Regions from separate parts of the Zea mays genome. Here region 2 is linked to region 1. Evidence: chromatin contacts called from public Hi-C data. All regions are on one chromosome and are shown on one strand. The core of a region is the stretch at or near the end of the contact, and the rest is flanking DNA. Distances in the headings are between cores, read along the strand shown.

Region 1 (6,802 bases), core at 2,106-4,605:
ACTGTCATGGAAAGACTTACTTGATTGTCTGTCCAAACAAACCCGGAAAATTGAGATATGTTTCTCTTCAAAAAATGGTTCTGCAGAGAATCAACACAGTTAACAAAATAAATGGAATAAACAATATTGGAGCTACAAGAGATTTAAGGAAGCCTTACATTTGATTTTCTCCCATACAATACAGTATGAAGGCTCTGTAGACTCTCATCAGCCTTTCTCTTTGATAGTTTGAATGAAACTGGTATTGCACAGACAAGAATATAGATTAAGAATCTAATGCAACAGATAATAAAGCAACAATGACGAGGCAACAGGTGCTTATAAAATGTTTCCATTTATTCAGTGCAATTTGCTCTTTTCTTCTTTCTTGCAATAACTTTGATATAACTTTTAATGAACAAGAAAATCAGTAATCATGACACTGAGACAATGGGATCAACATGTAGAATAGAGCACTCGAAGGTTGTGCAACAAGAATTATAACAGTTTTTATAAGAAACAACAGAATTGAAAACATGGTTACACAAACACAAGGATCCCCACATAATTGGTACTCACAAGCTACTTGCAACATTATCTTTATGGAACAACTACTACAATCTAAAATTTATTTTCCTGGCGTATTTAAGCTTTAAGGCTTTCTCCAAAGGCCAATGCATGGTCCGACATGGAGCTGATGAATTGATTCACCCTCACTAGAGCAAGTGATTCTTTGGAAGTGTTATGACCGGCATCACCTACCAAAGGAGACAGCAATAGAATTCAGTTTGTTAGAGTTGGTTGTTAGATTGGTTTGTTAGTCATTTGGATAGACTTCGTTGTTAGATTGGTTTGTTAGTCATTTGAACAGATTTTGTTAGCCAGATATAAGGATTGATTTGTTAGTCATTTGGATAGACTTTGTTAGCTAGACTAATTAGGCGTCTGTGCATTGCTACGGTTTCTATATATTACATAGGTAGACCTTGTTTAAATGGGATAGTTGTCCAAACACGTTCCAAACATATACAATGATTTGTGCTCTATTTAAAATGGTCGTTGTGCTCGATCTTAACGTGTCTACCATGTAACGTACATAAATGCATTTCATATGCCGAGTGAGAAACCGCAATTCCAATCCCTGGGTTGTCTCCCTCTCACGTGAGGTGGCTCTTGCAGCACCAAACTCTAGCCGTCGCTGCCCCTCTCCGCCTTGCCGCCACTAAAGTAAACAGCCAAAAGTCCTGAGCGTCTTGCGAGGATGGTGGCGATGAGGTCCTCCTCGTGTGGCCTGGCACGGTTTAGCCCCACGAGCACGACCCAGCCCATTGTTAACCGAGCACGACCCAGCCCAACCCGATCACCATGTCATGCCTAGGGCTTAGGTGCAGCACAGTGGGCTAGGCGCAGCATGGCCTGGTATTATTTTTTCATAAAAATATCTATATTATGCTTGCATATATTGTATAAAACACAAAACATGTGTGTTCTGTTGGCTAGGTGGGTGTGAATGTGTGCTTGGAGCCAACAACCATGGTTCAAGCCCACACTCGTGCATAATTTTAGCTTACTTCTATCATTTTACAATTTAAAGGCCGTAGGGGAGCAAGGAGGGGTAACGCACAGAGAGGTACACGGGAGGGTGACACACAGAAAATATCCTACTTTATATTAGTAGAGATTTAATGGTGCTACAATGGCTCTAAGTAGCTGCAAAGAATAAAGAAAGGCAAGCAAGGCAACAATATGTTGTCAAGCTCCCTTGGCTCCCAGCCCTCCTCTCTCCAGTCACCACCATATGACGCCGAAACTATCGTCACCAGCCCCCTGTCCACCATACATACGAGCTAAGGAGTAGTAACTCCACTAGAAAAAGACAATGAATCGACTCATTTCAAGAGTCAAATCGTGACAATTAAAATAAGGGAAGAACCACTGGTTTCTGCTTGTGAGGAAAACAGATGGGCAAAAGCAAGTATGGACTGTTTTTTATTTGGCGATGGGAAGAAACGGCTGTGGGCATGCAGAGACATTTTTGTTTTTGCACATGGGTACCAGTCCCGCATAGATAAGTTCAGTGCAAGAATTGACTAATTTGGAACCTGACATGGATGTCATTTTCTCTCATACGTCAACTCAGCACAATTAGTGCCCTTAGGAACCTATCAGGCTGGACAGCAGCACATTATCCGTTACAACCTATGGGACTAAGCTTGTGAAATGTATCTCAAGTTATTGATTCATTCTTTTGCATTGTATCAACACCACATGCACCAGTTTAAATTCCTAAATACACACAAATGATAAGTCCAAACTCCAAACAAGAGCCAGACACCTATAAGAAAGGTATAAAGTCTTAAAAGCCGTGCTCAAATTGGATGCCACTGATTAGAAGGTCTGTTTAGAAGGTGAACATGTAGGACAAGGATGTCACATTTAGGGAGTCCATCGTCAAACTACACAACTCTACATCGGATTACCAGGCAGAACCAGCTTCACTCTACAAAACTCTACGGTGTGAAAGATCATATGATACACATCAAAAGCAGGGTTATCGGGAGAATAACCCTACACAATCCACAAGACGGTTTTTTTACAGAACTATCAGTCGATTACCACACAATGGTCTGCCACTAGCGTAGAGGGATTATCACACAATGAAATGCCAGCGAAGAGGGAGAACATGCTAGTGATACGAAAATAGTGGGGCATAGTTCAGGAGGTCGAGCTTACCATTGGGTATGTCCTTGAGCTTCGTTCCGGAGCCCTGCAGCACAAAAGCGGGGGCAAAAAGATGAGCTCAAAGGACAAAAATTGAACAAACCTCCCAGTCAGAAACACAGACGGCAATACTAGCATGGAAAAGGGCGTGTTCCAAGAGTCAGGACATCCTTGAAAGTAGCGACTTTTAGCAAGCTGCTAGTGCGACAGCAGGCGGGACGGAAGCCGCGTGAAAACAACAGATCAGGGGCAGGCGCGACATGCCCGAGCGGGAGAGAGAGGAGTCGCTAACGGCTGGCTGACCTGGAGAATAGCGGGGGACTTCTTGGCGGGCGTGGCGCGCGGCGCGAGCTCCGAGTACCTCTCGACCGTCTTCCTCTCCCTGGACGGGCGCTCGAGCGCGGGGCCCGCCGACTTCTTGGACGGCGGCGTCTTCTTGTCTGCCGCGGCCGCCGCCTCGCCCTTCTTCCTCCGGCCGGGCCGCTTCTTCTCCGGCTGCTGCTTTTGCGGCGTGGCCTCCTCCCCCGCGGGGGGCGCGGGGTCGGCATCCATGGCGTCGCCGGCGGGCGGATCCGCGGCGGGCGGGGACGCGGGCTTGGCGGCGTCAGCGGAGGCCATGGGCGGGAAGGAGGATCGGGGCACGGAGCTAGGGTTTTAGGCTCGCGCGCGTAGGGGGTGGGGGGAATGTTTGGGAGGCGGAGCGGGCGGACGCGGACGGTACCGTCGGTAGGGGCAGGACTCGGGAGAGGGCATGCGTTGCGACTTGCGAGCGAGCTGGGGCGGGGCGAGCAAGGGCTGATTTTGTAAATTGGAAAATGGTGGGAATTAATGGGAGAAATCTTGTTACTATTTTTCTCAATTTTGAATAGGATTTTGTTACCATGAATTCTCTCTATTTTTTGTCACCAAACCAACTCTAATCCGCTCCAGTTTTATAGCCCCTATCAAATTTCTCCATAAAAACCGATTTGGTGATCATAGATCCTTTTGAAATCTCTAATTACCAAATTAATCATAAAATTTTATTTGGATACTCTAGTATTCACCTAATTCTATGTGTATTGAGATTGATTGGAGTGTGATTTAGTTTTATTTATATCTCTGTATTTCAATACATATGAATTAAAGTGAATACTATAATACCCATAAAAACGGTTTCTAGTGGATTCGGCTCGAACGGGGCAGTAGGATTGGGCAATCAGTGAATTGAATTTGTTCCATTCAGTTTTTCAGTTTTATTTTTTAAAAGTTCGGATTCTAAAACAACAACAATCTAAATGTGGTTTGGAAAATCGAAAATCTGTCCTTCGGTTAACCGTTAAACTCGGTTTGGCTTTCGATTTTACCCAAAAAACAAACTGTATTGTAGCTGCTGCTCTACATGCCACCAGTACTGAACAATTGAAGCAAGCTAGCAACGGCCATTATAAACCAGCGGCAGCCTATCAGATTCATCACAGCACACCAGCAAGCCGCAGCCGGCCAGTCGGCCACTGCACATTAAACAATAGCCAGACATGAGCACAGTAAACAGCAGCAGCAAACAAGCAGGCTAAGCAGCAGCCGGCCACAGTAAACAACACATGAGCACGCACAATACAATAAATAACAAGTCATTTGCAAAAGAAACAACTTCCTCCAGGGCTTCAAAAATAATCAGTGAAGCACACGATACACAGTGTGTCAGATTCATTACACATAACAGCAACACATTGACTAAACTCATAACTGAAGTAAATGCACTTTAAACATGAGAAATACCATCAGTGCATCAGTGAAGATTCATGCCACAAAGGCTCAAAGTGCATCACACACTTTAAACATGATAAATAGCATTTGAACATGGCTTGGTGACGGATCTACTTTTAGCAGCCTTCTCCATAGCCTTTGCATCATTATGTTCTACAATTAATTATGAAGTACAACGTAAAAACAATTAAAAGTGTAAGTTATTTGCAGTTGATAACATAGACAAGTTAAAACCTATTCACAAACTAGTAGACAAGCTTGTCTTCTTCTAGTTTGGCTAGCTATTCCACGTCTTCCTCTATGTTGATGGGAGTTGATCGTCGCAACCAATTTAGTGTACAAATAAGAGCTTGGATCATGAACGAAGTTATAGAGGATCTTAAATCATATAAAATTCGTCCACTTGTACTAAAAATTGATTTGAATGCAACCATTGATATAGGAATTGCCAACACATCACTAACTATATGTGCCAATATAGGAAATCTAGATTCATTCACTTTCCACCATGTAAGAGTATCAAACTTGTTGTTGTCATCTTCATTGTTCTCATTAAGGTATTTGTCAATTTTAGATTTGGTAGTGCCTATTGAACTACCGCCTACCTTCATATTTTTAGCAACTAATGATCTCATCATTCTTCCTCCTCTCTTTTGAGTTTGATCTTCATTGACTTCTGCCATTGAATCGTCATTTAGATAATACATGTTTCTATATTCTTCAAACAAATCATATAAACATTGTCTCGCTGCATTCCAAACTTTTTCTCCCTTTTCCTCACCAAACATTTCCCCGGTTGCTAACTTGGTATAATTAGATAACTTGTATCTTGGATCGTGAGTTGTAGCAACAAAGATGAGCAAGTTTATGTTCTCCTTCACCTTGCCCTTTCCCTCCCCTCGTTTGCATTCTCGTTGTCATGTCAATTGCCCCAATACTTATCATAATTGTCCTTCATTCTCCTAGCCATTGTTTGGCGTAAATAATCATCTCTATCAGCCCACTTTCGTAACAACATATTCACTTCACCAATCTCATGAAAAATATTCATTAGTTGTCACACTTAGTTGAGTGGAAACACGAAGAGTGATACCATAAATGTGATATCCTGGCACCTGGGATGGGATATCTTGGCCCAAGTCTTAATAGAATTAATAGAGTAATCATATCAAAAAGGTGTATCTTCTTTTTCGGAAGACTATCTCGAAAGAATTTTCAAGTTAAGCGTGCTTGGCTTGGAGCAATTTAGGATGGGTGACCGACCGAGAAGTTTTCTCGGGTACGCATGAGTGAGGACAAAGTGTGCACAAAAGACCCGTGTTGGTCTATGGGGACGATATATGATTCTAGAGAGCTGACAGCCTGACAGGAGTAAGTACCATCGGTCCAGAAATTGGACGGGGTGTTACAATAAAAATGACCAAGAAATTCATTCATCTTTTTGCATTTTCCCAATCATCTCCAAGTGGAATTCCATGACATTTGTCTCGGCATAAATCAATAGTGTAGGTTGGATCTTCTTCCTCATAATTTGCAAAAACTTTCTGATAACTGATTGCACTATTTAACATAAATATATTGAATTCCACCTAGTGCAAACATCTAGTTTCAAGAAAGCACTAGTTTGTACATTCTCATCCTCTGCAACTTTCTTAAACTTCACTAACCTAGAAGGTGAATCCTTAATAAACCTAACAGCAGCCCTCACACGTCTAACTGAGTCATCCATTTCTTTTAAGCCATCAGAAACAATTAAGTTAAGTATATGTGCAGCACACCTCACGTGAAGAAACTTGCCCATAGTAATGCTAGTTTTTTTATTATTCATTTGTCTTCGAACATAATAAACACCAGAATAATTAGAGCTAGTTGGCAGGGCACAACACGACGAACCGCGCTGAGCCCCACACGACGAAGGCCAGGGGTCAACATAGCCAGAATGATGACGCTCGGGCCCCACACTACCTGTGTCGTCTGCAGTAAAGAATACGGGACAACTAGACGACTACAAGCACCTGTGGCTCTATCCCATGGTAGAACGCCCAGTTTCACCTTCACCTGGTGGCTCCTTCCTAAGGAAGCCACCGCTGGCTGACCCCCTCCTTGTCGGCCCCCGGACAAGGGAGCGGACTCTTGGATCCCCGAAGCACGACGGACGCTAGGACGGATCCCAAACAAGACGATGCCTAAAAGACCAACGAACAGGAGGAGGACCCGGAGGCCGAAGCCCCGTCGTCAAGCCAAGGCTTAGTTAGGATTCCACTTTGTAATCACCACCACCATGAATAAGAGACTTGGGAGCCTCTCATCCATCGCTTGCCTCCTTGTAACCCCCTACTACGAGCTTTAATCA
Region 2 (6,802 bases), core at 2,252-4,751, 160 kb after region 1:
CGGAAGGTGGAAGGGCGCAATGCATGAGGGGAGTGTGGAGGCATGTCCATTGCCCGGGGGATCGATCCCTTTTTAAAGGCGGCTCTCCCCACTCGCATTCCAAGCGTCACAGGCAAAGTCTCCACCGACGAGCTCCAGGGTTCCCACCCTCCGACGCGGGGGCTGGGTCCCACATGTCATGCGAGCGGACTGGAAACAGAAGAAGCCAAACCGCTGCACGCGAAGCAGGTAACCGCCCTGCGGTTGTAAGCGTTCCCCCATCCTCGCCGAAACCAGCGGGCGAAAGGGCGGACCGCCATGCAGGAGGCGTGCAACCGCACCATGGTTGTGCACCCTTTCGGCTTCATCGCATCCGGTGGGTCAGCGTGAAGGCCCAGGCCCGCATGTCATGCAACTGGCGCAACGGTTACTGCGTGCAAGGAAACCGCACCGCCACTCGCGCTAATGCCGCGTCTTCTCGACTGCGGAACCAGTGCCGTGACTCGAGGTAGCCCTGCGCGTGACCCAACAGTGCCAATGGAGTGCAACGATCACGGGTCAGCCAGCCGCGGGGAAAGGCGCGACGGTCGACATGGCCAAAAGTGGACCGATAGTAATTGCAGTAGCTGACGGGCGGAAGCAGCGGTCAAATCGCCTGCAGGCTCGCGTCCCCTCCTGAAGCGGCAGGAGAGCCCTCTCCCACGGCATGAAGACGACGCGCCCGTGTTCCGTTCCTCGAACGACTCGCGCACGCGCAACGGCCGCCCCGCGAATCGCCCGTCCCGTCGCATTAACTCCTCGGCAGGGCAAGCAACACCTTTGGCAGGCGAAGCGGGCGTCGTTTCACCTCTGCCATGATGACCGCGTCAGAAAAGATGCGCCACGCTATTTAAATTCATATCCTTTTCCTCTTCCTCTTTCTCTCTCTTGCTACAGGGACCGGGAAAGGGGATATTTCGAAAAGGATCCTTCTCAGCGAAGGAAACGGCCCCCCGAGCCCTCCTACTGATCAGGGGTTCGAAGGCTGGCCCCTTGGAAGGGTTCGACAGCCGCCCCAGAGCGCTCGGGCTCCGAGCCCATTACTGATCAGGGGTTCGAAGGCTGGCCCCTCGAAAGGGTTCGACAGCCGCCCCAGAGCACTCGAGCTCCGCGCCCTTTACTGATCCGGGGTTCGAAGGCTGGCCCCTCGGAAGGGTTCGACAGCCGCCCCAGAGCACGCAGAGTGAGGGATGACTCTGGGTACGCCCGTTATATGGCCGAGGCTCGGGCTACGCTCCCGAGGTACCCTAGGACATTTCTGAGACCAGCAGGAGCGATTTTGTAACGAAATCCCACCGGAGGGAGGCATCGATCCCTCGGACCCTATCAAATGGGTCTGGGTCCGGCAAATCACCTGCAGGTACTTTTAGAGCGCGCCTCTAGGCCACTAGCCGAACCTTATCGAACGGGGCATAGGCGTCCACTCGGATCACCCGTTAGCAACTCACTGGAAACACCATGTTCGGTGCCCTCCAAGGGCAACATGGCGCTTTCCCCCCTTCCTCCTTGCGGAAAGGCGACGAAGGGGCGTATAATGAAAGTCGAGACAGTCCTTGATCGTCCTCTCGCTCCGTGCAGAGGCTTGGGGGCTGCTCTCGCAACCCGGCTACGGCCAAACTGTTGACAGCGTCAACAAACCAGCCTAAAAACTCGGAACCTGACCATGCACCCGGGCTACGGCTAGGCCGCATGAGGGAACAACAAGGCCGACCGAAGCATCACGAAAAGCATTAAGACCTCAGAGGAGTCAAACCACTCCTCCGAGGCCTCGGGGGCTACACCCGGCGGGTGCGGTCGCGCGCACCCACCGGAACAAAGTATAACCGAGAAAGGCCGATCCTCTCGCAAAAAAGTGCGACAAAGCCTCCAAGTGAGTACCAACACTCCCTTCGAGGCTCGGGGGCTACCGTCAGGTACCGTAATTAGGGGTACCCCCAACACTCCTAAACACGGCTGGTAACCACCCTCAGCACAAACTGCAAAGACTGATGGGCACGGTTCAGGTCAAGACCTCGTCTACCAAGGGACGCAATCTCGCCTCGCCCGAGCCTGGCCTTGGGCGGGAACAGTAGTCCCGGACGAATTCACGCCTCGCCCGAGGGCCTCCTCAGGCGGTGGGCGCACCCTCGGCTCGCCCGAAGCCCAGCTCGGGCAGGCTTCGTCGAGAAGCAACCTTGGCCAAATCGCCTTACCAACCGACCGTATCGCAGGCGCATTCAATACGAAGATCGCCTAACACCTTATCCTGACACGCGCGTCTCAGTCGGCAAGGTCGAAGTGACCGCAGTCACTTTGCCCTTTCACTGACCGACCTGACAGGAAAACAGCGTCGCTCGCCCCGCTCCGACTGCTGTGCCAACCACCCGGGCAAGGCTGACAACAGCCAAGTTCAGCTTCGGGCGCAACAGGAAGCTCCGCCTCGCCCGACCTTAGGCCTCGACCTCGGGAGGAGGTCTTCGCCTCGCCCGACCCCAAGACTCGGCCTCAGCCTCGGCCTCAGGAGGAATCACATCCTCGCCCGACCCCGGACTCGGCCTCAGGAGAAGTCTTCGCCTCGCCCGACCTTGGGCTCGGACCGACCGCGCCACAGGGGATACATCATTACCCTACACCTAGCTAGCTCAGGCTACGAGGGAACAAGACCGGCGTCCCATCTGGCTCACCCCGGTAACAGGTAATGATGGTTCCCTGCGTGCGTCCATGACGCCGGTGGTTCTCAGCCCCCTACGGAAGCAAGGAGACGTCAGTAGGATCCCAGCCGCACTGCCAGCTGTGCTTCTACAGGGCTTAGGCACTTCTCCGACGACCACGTTATCGCGTACGCAGGGCTCAAGCATTTCTCCGACAGCCACGTTGGCATGTACACAGGGCTCAGGCACTTCTCTGCCAGACACGTTAGCGCATAACTACACCCCCACTGTACATCTGGACCCTCTCCTTGCATCTATAAAAGGGAGGTCCAGGGTCTTCCTGCGGGAGGGTCGCGCGGGGGACGAGCAAACAAACATGCTCTCTCTCTCGCGACACTTGTAACCCCTACTACGAGCATCCCTCGGTGCGAGATAACACGAGCCGCGTTTCCCTCTTGTGTTCCATCTTGCGCCAACCCATCTGGGCAGGGGCACGCAGCGATAAAATTCACTGGTCGGCTCGGTTGAGGGTCCCCGGGGTCCGAAACGCCGACAACAGCAGTACACTTATTTGTTTATTTGAGGTGAAAAAATAAGGATGACATGTATTGTAATTTCTATTTACATATCCATGGGTAACGAGTTTTTTGCCAACAATAATCTCAAATAAGCTACTCTTGAGAAGATTATGAGATTATTATAATCTAAGCTTTAGATTATATAATCTGAACCCATAATCTAGGTGTTTGTTTACCTGCTGGATTATTTGTGCTGGATTATATAATTTAGAGAGATGATAATCCGAAACAAACATACTATTTTGCTACAAACAAAGAAAAAAAACGATAGAAACAAACAAATCGCGCGATAAGCTACTGTATGATTTATCTTTTGCTTGGCGCTCGTCATCTCGCCCCGCTCCACGCCCCCATCGAAACACAGCCAAAAAGCCACCCCGTGCAAAACACATAGAGCTCCCAGTCCCAACCCGGTCACCCTCCCTCTCCTGCTCCTCGCATCGCCGGTGTCCTCGACGGCTCGCGCCGTCGCGCTCTCGCAAAACCCTAGCTCTGCTTCCCTCCGTCGTCTCGCCCGTTCGATTGAATCGCGCCGCAGAAGCTGTTGCCTCTCATCTCTCTCCCCGCCCTCCTCCGGAAACCCTAGCCCACTCCGCGAGGCCGCGATGGCGGAGAGGAAGCTGGATCGACCCTCGGCGCTCGGCAAAGGTGAGACGCCCGACCTAGGCGCCCTGGCCCGCGGGAGATCCGATCTGCCTCCGACGCCTCCGCCCTATTGGCCTTGGGGTAGATCTGTGATTGATTGGTGGGTGTCCCCGATTTGACGTCTGGTTGTTGCGTCGCACAGGTGGGCTGTCGCTTGGGATCGAGGAGGACAGGGTTGCCGCCGCCATGGGGTTCGTCGACCACTCGAAAGGTGTGGATTTCTTCACCCGAAATCACTTGACTTTTATTCCTTCCTGGTTCATCTTGAACTGCCTGCTTAGCAGTTGATGAATTTCTATAACGGACGCCATTGCCTACGGTTCGGTCGGGTATCCCAGTTCGCGCTGCGTGGGTGCATGTGTTCCTGTGCGGTTGCTCTCCTCGTTCTCTGTCTGCGTGCGTAGGAGCGCGAGCTTGTGCGTCAGTAGTGGATCGGCCATGTTTTGCTGAGCGTTGACCCTGTGCTATGCAGATCAGCACCACCTGGATAACAGCATTCCCCTCTCTCCTCAGTGGCTCTACGCCAAACCTGCTGATGGAAAGGTTTGTGTTCACTGCACTTCCCTCAGTGATTGCTTCATACCATAATGTTGATTGACTGCTGGTAGAATTGATCTTTAACGATGCTGGATGCTCATATGCAGATCTCGCTGCCTCATGGGTCCTCCCTTGAACTTGCTGAAAAGGAAGTGAGGATGTTGGAAGGAACTGTTGACAGGAAAGAACGAAGGAGAAATGCATTTGATGCTGACAGTGGTCTTCGTTGGCTTGAAGAGGAGAGGGAGACAAGCCTGCTTGGGAGAAGGGAGCGCAAGAAGGATGTGGACCGGGATGTGGATAATCGCAAGATTGATCGCCGATCTGACAATGTTTCTGCAAGGGATATCACTGATCCGCGTGCAGCTCCTGCATCTGAAAGGTGGCATGATGGTTCCACCCGTGGCCTGGGGAACGAGGGTCGCCGGGATGGAAAATGGTCATCAAGATGGGGACCCGATGACAAGGAGAAGGACTCTAGGTCAGACAAGAAGGTTGATGCAGAGAAGGATGAAACCCATGCTGATAAACTGACATTCACAGGAAGGCTGCTGTCTGAGTCTGATTCCCGTGATAAATGGAGGCCTCGTCACCGGCAGGAAAGTCATTCTGTCGGAACAGCTACGCACCGTGCTGCTCCAGGCTTTGGATCCGAGAAAGGACGTGTTAAGGACTCAACAAATGTTGGTTTTGCCGCTGGAAGAGGAAGGGGAAACCCGAACTCAGTTGCATCCTTCAACCGGCCATCATCTGCAGGATCAATCGGTGCTCCAGCTGTGCATGGGAAATTTGCAAAAACTGCTGTTAGTTTCTGCTACCCAAGAGGGAAGCTTCTTGATATATACAGGCAGAAAAATATGATGTCGTCGTTTGATGATGTCCACATGAAACTGGACGAAATTCCTTCTGTGACACTCTCTACTGCTGCAAAACCTCTAGCATTTGTTGCACCAGATACTGTTGAAGAGGTAATACTTAGGTTATATTCTTCCTACTAGCTTTAACCTCTAATCTCTCTCTTTTTTTTCTGTTTATCTACCTTCTTGATTACTTGTTCAGGCTCTCCTGGAAGATATTAGAAAGGGTAAAGTCATTAGCAGTGAAGGAATCAATGGGATTGGAAACAAAAAGGAGAGGGCAAAAGAGCTCGAAGGTATATCTACACTGGGTGTTAGTTGTGCTGTTACTGTTTATCCATGGCTTCCTATTCATTAGGTAGAGTCTAAATGTTATAATTGTTTCAGAACCTGCTTCTGGCATTGATGATGACATGGGCAAAGCCAGTTTTGCAATTGCTGGGTTGGGTCAAGAAGGGTCGTCAGGTTTAATCTCAGTGAATGATGCCTCCTATGTTGAAGGGACACTTCCTAGTGGTGTCAGTACATCTCTGCTGAAGATAAGTCTGGAGGAAAATGCCATCAGCAATCAACATGGGATTACTGACACCCAGGAAGGTTTGAAAACTGCTGAAATCAAGGAAAATGCTGATCATGCTCTTGGCACTAAGTTACCTGATGATTCGAACACCCTGTTTGAGGTACCATCCTTTGAGCATCTTCAAGAACCCACTAGGCCATACCAAAGCAACAACATGGATATAAAAGTGGGTGGCCATGCTAATTATCCAGAAGAGTTGACATTATATTATCTGGATCCCCAAGGAGGTGTGCAGGGTCCATTTCTGGGTGCTGACATAATCTCTTGGTATGAAGATGGATACTTCGGTTTGGAGTTACCAGTACGTCTGTCTCAGTTTCCAGATGATGTTCCTTTCCGTCCACTTGTCGAAGTCATGCCCCACCTTGCGCAAAAGACGCAATCGCGTATACCTCTGCCTTGTGATGGAAATTCTGAGTCTCTGGAATCATCTCAAAGTAAATTTGAATCCAGTGTCCCTTCTACTTCCTCTGGGAGGACTGACCAATTTTCTATTTGGGATTCTGAAAGCAATGCTGTTGATCCTAAAAGAGGTGATCATGAAGCATCAATACCTTCTCGTAGTGGTTGGCTGTCTTCACCGGAAACAGGAAAGGATATATCAAATACTAGTAATCGCCAGCAACACATTCCTGAATCAGTGAATCAGGATGCTGAAGGTTAGTTTTTTAAATTTTAAACTCATCTGCTCTATTTATGTCTTTGCTGAGGTAATGTTTATTTGTTTTCATGTTTAATGTACACTTTTTTTCATGTTTATGACAGAAGTGTTGTACACTGGTAGGCCTAACAGCAGCATGGGTCAATCCCTACGAGACCTTGAGAATGACCGTGCAGATTTCCAATCGACACCACATGACCCTCATTCTGTGGCTGGAGAAGCTAATTTGCTGCAACATAATGTCCCAAGGGACAGTGATCTGAGTCCTCTTGGCTTACTTTGGTCTGAGCTGGAAG

The links. A called contact is a pair of places that touch in the nucleus more often than the background predicts.
Region 2: a contact with region 1 is called in a Hi-C map of tassel, with 3 times the contacts expected there. The contact joins the promoter of LOC103636339 here to the promoter of LOC100281533 in region 1. A contact is called at or near these places in 4 of 25 Hi-C or Micro-C datasets (ear, endosperm, leaf and 1 more) and 1 of 3 datasets of contacts at active chromatin or transcription factors (seedling).

The regions. Positions count from the first base shown.
Region 1 is chr8:166,895,779-166,902,580 of Zm-B73-REFERENCE-NAM-5.0, forward strand. It overlaps LOC100281533, which reads right to left and starts at 3,356. Exons shown (of 11, transcript NM_001368025.1): 1 at 3,004-3,356; 2 at 2,713-2,746; 3 at 159-238; 4 at 21-80. The coding sequence starts at 3,318.
Region 2 is chr8:167,059,125-167,065,926 of Zm-B73-REFERENCE-NAM-5.0, forward strand. It overlaps LOC103636339 (GYF domain-containing protein), which reads left to right and starts at 3,502. Exons shown (of 9, transcript XM_008658691.3): 1 at 3,502-3,874; 2 at 4,014-4,082; 3 at 4,344-4,414; 4 at 4,516-5,376; 5 at 5,468-5,561; 6 at 5,653-6,504; 7 at 6,611-6,802. The coding sequence starts at 3,832.